Linked DNA regions of Sus scrofa: region 2 is linked to region 1. The links are chromatin contacts, called in public HiChIP or PLAC-seq maps. All regions are on one chromosome and are shown on one strand. Each heading gives the region's core, a stretch centred on a gene start, on an enhancer-like site or on the middle of the called end of the contact. The rest is flanking DNA. Distances are from core to core; before and after follow the strand shown.

What was found. HiChIP or PLAC-seq counts read pairs in DNA pulled down with a chosen protein or histone mark.
Region 2: an H3K27ac HiChIP or PLAC-seq map of alveolar macrophages shows a contact between it and region 1. The contact joins two enhancer-like sites. A contact is called at or near these places in 13 of 47 Hi-C or Micro-C datasets (brain, embryonic fibroblasts, epiblast stem cells and 5 more) and 1 of 2 datasets of contacts at active chromatin or transcription factors (alveolar macrophages).

Annotation. Positions count from the first base shown.
Region 1 is chr6:103,093,150-103,096,957 of Sscrofa11.1, reverse strand. The region is part of intron 7 of DLGAP1 (disks large-associated protein 1); the gene reads right to left. Among named protein-coding and RNA genes, the nearest start is that of TGIF1, 140 kb to the left of the region's middle. Within about 2 kb of position 2,342, at least 9 of the 83 cell types and tissues checked have an H3K27ac peak or open chromatin away from gene starts, as enhancers often do. A contact at or near this core is called in alveolar macrophages and embryonic fibroblasts, where this site is marked.
Region 2 is chr6:103,377,702-103,381,678 of Sscrofa11.1, reverse strand. No RefSeq gene overlaps it. Among named protein-coding and RNA genes, the nearest start is that of MRLC2, 29 kb to the left of the region's middle. Within about 2 kb of position 2,463, at least 14 of the 83 cell types and tissues checked have an H3K27ac peak or open chromatin away from gene starts, as enhancers often do. A contact at or near this core is called in alveolar macrophages and embryonic fibroblasts, where this site is marked.

The DNA.
Region 1 (3,808 bases), core at 1,093-3,592:
TTCTCTGCAGAAACAACTCTCCGGAGTCTCAATTTCAGTATCTGCAATGTTCGGATTTTGGTCCCTGACCCACTGTCACCTTTCATCCTGGTAGAACCCGAGGAATTCTTTCCCGGAAGGCAGCCCTTCCTGTCTCTGTTGCTCTCTGACTTGAAGGTCTGTCAAGGTGTTTTGTTCTGATTCCCAATAGTGAACACATTGAGTCTTCATCCCAAATGTATTACTAGAAATAGGTCTGTCAGCTATCTATTCGCTAAAGGATCTACCAGTCTAACCTGATGCATGAGTATATGGCTTTGCTCAATAAATCAAAAGACTTGTTGACAAGGACTAAATTCTTCTATGGAAGGAATGACATCAATACATTTGGCATATTTTTTAAATGTTAAATTCATTTGAGGATGTGATGGACTTAATATTTGTTTTGCACCCCCCCCAATCCCCTGCCAAATTCTTATGTTGAAATCTCAACCAGCAAAGTATCAAGAGATAGATCTTAGGGGGTGAATAGGTCATGAGGGAGGGGCCCTTATGAATGGGATTAGTGCCCTTATGAAGAAGACTCTAGAGAGTCCCTGCCCTCTTCCATGGGTGAGGACACAGCAGTCTGCAACCCAGACACTGAAGCTGCCTTGATCTTGGACTTTCAGCCTTCAGAACTGTGAGAGAGAAATTTCTGCTGTTTAAACCACCTGGTCTATGGTAATTTGTTAGAGGTACCCAAACAGAGGCATTTTTGGAAACATTGCATGTCATACATATTATGGAGAAAAAGAATTTCTTCAGTAAAAGTATCTCGGTCCTCCACACACGTGGAAGGTGGAATCAGCACTTTATAACCAAAAGTAGCGGTTTTTATAGATTTACCAGACAGACACGAAGCTGCAGGTGTTGTGAATTTTGAAAAATGGGAACAAAGATTCAGTCACGTTTTTTCCTTATTTTTACCTATTCTCAAGGAGTCCTTCCATTGCTGGGTGTGAGGCCTTGAGGCCAGAGGAAACATCACCTTGGGTGTGACAACAGTCCTAAGGGCTCTGCTCCATGGGGACTGTGGCTGATGACCATTATCATGAAAAAATAAGACACTTTAAAAGTATCGAGTGGTGACTGTTTTGTAATGTATAGAACTACTGAATCACTCTGTTGTGCACCAGGAACAAACATTGTGTGGCAGGTCAATTACACTTCAGAAACCAACAAACAAGCTGGTAGAAAAGGATGATCAGATTTGTGCTTACCCGAGGCAGGGGGGTGGAGGGACAGACAGTAGGAGGTGGGGGGAGGGGGACTGGATGAAGTAATCAAAAGGTACTGGAGTTCCACCGTGGCGCAGAAGGTTAAGAATCCGACTGCAGCAGCTGGGGTCTCTGTGGAAGCAAGGGTTCAATCTCCTGCCTGGCTGGCCCAGTGTCATGAACATCCATCATCTCACAGAATTAGAAAATAAAAGAAAAAAAAATTTTCCCTTGCGATGAGAACTCCTGGGGTTTACTCTTAACAATTTTCATCTATAACACACAGCAGTGTTAATTGTATTTATCATGTTAGATATTATATCTCTAGTACTTATTATTATTATTATTATTTTGTCTTTTTGCTATTTCTTGGGCCCCTCCTGCAGCATATGGAGGTTCCCAGGCTAGGGGTCCAATCGGAGCTGTAGCCACGGCCACACAAGCCACAGCAACCTGGATCGAGGTCTATACAAGTCTGCCGGATCTTCCTGAGCAGCCCCCCGCACCTATGGAGCGATTCGCCAGGCTGACGGGATCCATCAGCTTGCCCTGCCACCCAGGAGCCCAGCAGTGGGGCCAAGCGCGCTGCAACCTACACCACAGCTCACGGCAACGCTGGATCTTAACCCACTGAGCAAGGGCAGGGATCGAACCGGCAACCTCATGGTTCCTAGTTGGATTCATTAACCACTGCGCCATGACAGGAACTCCCCTTAGTACTTATTTATCTTATAACTAGAAGTTTGTACTTTTTTTCCCCACTGCCTATGGAAATTCCCTGGATCGAATCCGAGCCACACCTACAGCAACATTGGGTTCTTAACCTACTGCACCACAGCGGGAACTCCAGTTCCCATTTTTAAAGACATGGAAGCTTTCCAAAGAAGCCAGAATTCTTTCTCTCATATAGGCTTTCAAAAGAATTTGACATCATTTTGAAATTTCAGATTGTCACCCACCTACAAGGGATAAACAAATGGCCTTTGAGGCAAGACTCTTCACAGAACACAGCAGTTAGCAGTTGCCAAGGCCTGTCCTTAGCCTCCAGTGTTGCAGACTCCCTGCCTCAGAGTAGCTGCCCACCAGGGGTCAGAGCACGGCTGACTCGGGTGTGACTCAGCTCTTCTGCAACTTTCCTTCTCTTCTTGCCTGGATAGTCTGCTATGTCAGTCCTACTTGTAGAAACACGGCACCCCTTCCTGTTCTCTCTGTTCCCATTTCAAGAAGGAAAAATCCATTTTCAGAGGAATATTTAGATGATACTGTCACAGAATTCTTTGTGTGTGTGTGTGTCTCTTTTTAGGGCTGCATGGGCTGCATATGGAGGTTCCCAGGCTAGGGGTCAAATCCGAGCTGTAACCTCTGGTCTATACCACAGCCACGCCAGATCCGACCTATGTCTGCAACCACAGCTCATGGCAATGCCAGATCCTTAACCCACTGAGCGAGGCCAGGGATTGAACCTGTGTCCTCATGGATACTAGTCAGATTCGTTTCTGCTGAGCCACAACGGGAACTCCATGGAATTCTTGCCATTGCCCCAACTTGCTCTCCTACCCAGTTTGCTGTCTGGATGTTTGCTCTTGACGCCAATTCTCTGGGGTTATCAAAATAAAATAAGAGTCCAGAATTCATCAGTGTTATCAACAAAGCTTTGCAAGGCTTTCTTTCAAATCTAAAATTTTTCCCCGTACAAATATTTTTTTCATCATTACAAAATAAAGTACGGATGTGCATTCTGTCTTTAAAATGAGAAAGGGCCATTCACTTTTAACCTTACCATTCACGTGTTACAGTAGCTTTTTTCTTTCTGCTGATTTTAAAAGCTTACTGGAAGCTGCAAAATGCTGAAGGGGGCACCCCTGCTTCAGAAAAAGAAACCGAACAAAACTGCATGAAAAAATCCTCCAGAAGAAGTAGCATATGGAATCTTTGGTGATTTCCTCTTATGACTTGGGCAATTGTCTTTGCTTAAAAAGAAAGAAAAGAAAAACCTACCTAAACCATTAATGCCATTTTCAGAGTTCTAGGATAACCGAGAACAGAATCATTTTTAAAGAAAAGGAAATAGATTTCATTTCTGGCAGTGGATTCCCTCTTGCCGTAGAAGCTGCCTTGAGTTCATTCCGCTGATAGAAAATAGCAAGTACAGAGCGCAGCATTCACAAGGACCACCATCTGAGGTTTGATTTGAATCGAGATAGATAGACTGTCCAACATACATCCCACAGAGCATGCTTGTCAAAAAATCTCGCATTCCAGATGCACGGACAACGCATGCGCGGAACACTACCCCCGCTACGCCCTGCCCCGCCCCCATGGCACAGTTGAGGGGCGGAGCCCGGGCACACATGTTGTAACACAGTTACCACACAGCATGCTCCCAAGCCTTCAAAGCTGCTACAGCCCCCAGCCAATAAGCTGCCAAAGAGATGCTCAAGCAGCAGTTGAAGTAGGCCTGACTTCTGGTACCCATCAGCCACTCCCTGTGAGCCCCAGGGATTCACAGGAGGCCAAGTGATGAAGAGGCGACCGGAAAAAGTCCAGGACACTCATGCTGCTTTCTGCCC
Region 2 (3,977 bases), core at 1,214-3,713, 280 kb before region 1:
ATCCACCTATCAGAGTATTGACAACAAAAACAAAAATAAACAAATGGGACCTACTCAAACTTCAAAGTTTCTGCACAGCAAAGGAAACCCTAAACAACACAAAAAGACAACTCACAGAATGGGAGAAAATCTTTGCAAGTGAATTGACTGACAAGGGATTAATCTCCAAAATTCATAAACACCTTGTACCACTCAATACCAAAAGAACAAACAACTCCATCAAAAAATGAGCAGAAGATCTAAACAGACAATTCTCCAAAGAAAACATATGAATGGCAAAAAAATACATGAAAATATGTTCAACATCACTCATTCTTAGAGAAATGCAAATCAAAACCACTATGAGGTACCATCTTACACCAGCCAGAATGGCCATCATCAAAAAGTCTGCAAACAGTAAGTGCTGGAGAGGGTGTGGAGAAAAGGAACCCTAATACACTGTTGGTGGGATTGTAAATTGGTGCAACCACTGTGGAAAATAGTATGGAGATTCCTCAGAAAACTAAACATAGAATTACCATTCGATCCAGCAATCCCACTCCTGGGCATCTATCCAGAGAAAACCATGACTCAAAAAGACACATGTACTCCAGTGTTCATTGCAGCACTATTTTCAATAGCCAAGACATGGAAACAACCTAAATGTCCATTGACAGAGGAGTGGATAAAGAAGATGTGGTACATATATACACAATGGAATATTACTCAGCCATTAAAAGGAACGAAATAACAGCATTTTTAGCAACATGGATGGACCTAGAAATTATCATGCTAAGTAAAGTCAGTCAGACAATGAGACACCAACATCAAATGCTATCACTTACATGTGGAATCTGAAAAAAGCATACAATGAACCTCTTTGTAGAACAGATGCTGACTCACAGACTTTGAAAATCTTAGTTTCCAAAGGAGACAGGTTGGAGGTGGGGTGGGGAGATGCCCTGGGGGTGTTGGATGGAAATCCTATAAAATTGGATTGTGATGATCATTGTACAACTATAAATGTAGTAAATTCATTGAGTAATAAAAAATTTTTAATAAATTTTCTTGATTATAAATTTTTTTTACATTTTAATGTTTTTGAAAACAATATCATATAGCCAGTGTATATATTTAATATCATTTATCCCTAAAAATAAATATATCAGTGTTTCATCTCAAAATCAAAAGGTCTTAAAAATAAACACATTCTTTGAAATATAAACTATTGAAAATCTAGTCTGAATAGGCTCAGTAAGTATGTCATCTGGGAAATATGAGTGAGGATGAGAAGGTTTATCACATACTGAAATTTTGAGAAAAGTTTTCTTGGACAGAAAAATGGCAAAGATCACATACTGCACACAGCACACCCAATCTTTTAGGTGAACCTCTTAGAGCAGATGTTGTCATATGCACTTTTAGACACAATAACTAGAAGTGTCACTAGATGGCACTATAATCCTTGGTACTGTAGTAACTTCTTCATGAAGTTGAGTCAAAAATCATGAATAAAAATATGCAGAAAGCATCAGTCCCCAAAATGCTGTAACTTTGTCAGTATTGTTTCCTAAAGGGGAAGAATGGATGATAAAATCTATTACAGTGAAATTCATACTATTTTTGAACCCCAAAATGCAGGGAACAATCTCTAAGTCTTCTTTTTACAATGCTGCATTCATCCATTCATTCATTTACAATTATTGAGTGTTTTGATAGTGTCAGGAAAGTTCTCAGGCCAGGGATCGAACCAGCACCACAGCAGTGCTATTTTTGAGATGAAAAGACAAGCATAGAGGGAATTCTTGTTGTGGCACAGCTGAACCAATCCAACTAGTATCCATGAGGACATGGGTTCCATCCCTGGCCTTGCTCAGTGAATCAAGGATCCATCATTGCCTGAGCTGTGATGTAGGTCACAGACGTGGCTCCTGATCCCATGTTGCTGTCACTGCGGTATAGGCTGGCAACTGTAGCTCCGATTAGACCCCTAGCCTGGAAACTCCCATATGCCACGGGTGTTGCCCTGGGGGCAAGGGTGGAGGCACAGAGCCAGTGGATGTGTATGAAAACATTTTGTAAAATCACACTCTCTATATGAATGCTAGTACTACCTCAGGACTGTTGAGAACTATTTCTAGCAGTGGTTGCATTTACACAATAAACCAGTAAGTCACACAGCCTAAGCTAAGTAAGATCAGCCTAAACACAAATGACCATGAGACTGTTTTTAGCGCAGCTGTTGCCCGCCTTGTCTACCTCTTGGAAATACCATCAGAATCAAAATGAAGTAGACAGATCCGAGGTGTTTTGGCAGAGGATACCAGAAGTAGCCTGGCGGATGTTTGAGTGGGTGTGTTTCAGTACAAAAATGTGTTTCAGCGCATCCTGCGGGAAGCCATCCTAATCTTTTACCAGCCCCACTTCTCCCGCCGTTGGTTTTTGCTCCCGGTGCACAGTACTTCCTTTCAGCCGCTTGTTCTGAATGAGCACAATGACGATGCATTTTTCCTGCCAGACATTGCCAACCAGCACAGCAAAAGTAAATCTGAATGCTTGATTCACTTTTTGTAATCATCGGAGTATAAATTGACAGTGACTCACTTAGGAGGTTGTGCTTGTTGTACTTTGCTCAAGTTCCCCTTTTATGTGTGATCTTTTTATTCAGTGATTATTTCCGGAAGTGGATATTTGTCCGCGTGTTGCGGGTGATACAGAGATTCTGAATCCACTCTCCAGCCCTGGATGGTGCAAGTCGTAAAGGTTAGGTTTCTCCTGTCACCAGAATCCCAAGCATGGCTGTGTCCATCCGTGTCTGTGCCAGGGCTACCATGGCTGATGTCCCAGCAGCTCACTGAAGAGGTCACACATGGTTTCTGAGAAATGCCTGCTCTGACATGATACTCACTAGCATCTCAGCGCTACCATCGTTTGCCTTCCTGGCAGCCAGTCACATGGCTGAGAACACAAGTAAACACATGAAAAAGAAAAACCTCCATATTAAGAGTTATATGGAAAATATTCAAGATTTCCTGCTTATTTTAGAGGCAGTTAAAGAAATCCAGTGTGTTATCCATGTCAGGTCCCTACCCACTTATAAACAGTTGAGAGGAGGGTCCACTTGTTGAAAGGTGTCTTGAGAGAGAAGCTTCCACTTCTCAGACTGGAAGACTAAGGCCCTCATCTCCCAAGTCTCCCTGAGGTACCTCAGCCGGTGGGGCAGCAGCAGCCTCCCACTCCAGGCTCTTTCTAGCCTCCACTGGGTCCTTCTCACCTGGCTGATCAGACAGTAGCCTTGGCTGCTCTACCCAACTCAAGAGCTTTTTCCTTTGTCTTAAAATTGCCCTTGTGGAGTTCCCGGGTGGCTCAGTACGTTAAGGACCTGGCATTGTTACTGCTATGGCTCTGGTGCTGTGGTGTGGGTTCGATCCCTGGCCTAGGATGTTCCCCATGCCATGGGCATAGCCAAAAATTTTTTAAATAAAAAAATAGGAGTTCCCGTCGTGGCGCAGTGGTTAACGAATCCGACTAGGAACCATGAAGTTGCGGGTTCAGTCCCTGCCCTTGCTCAGTGGGTTGACGATCCGGCGTTGCCGTGAGCTGTGGTGTAGGTTGCAGACGCGGCTCGGATCCCGCGTTGCTGTGGCTCTGGCGTAGGCTGGTGGCTACAGCTCCGATTCGACACCTAGCCTGGGAACCTCCATATGCCGTGGGAGCGGCCCAAGAAATAGCAAAAAGACAAAAAATAAATAAATAAATAAATAAATAAAATAAAATAAAAACATAAAAATAAAATTGCCCTTGAATTCAGCTCCCTCTCTCTTCTCCCCACATAGTGTTTTTACATCTCGGGTGCCCACACCTTGAATGTAAAAACAAAGAGACAAGCATCTGTAAACAGGGAACCATGTCTACACTCATGGAAACAAACAGTAGTCTCAGAAAACAACTAGGATGGCAGATTTCAATCAGTGACTCAGAAACTTCTCAAGCAAGAA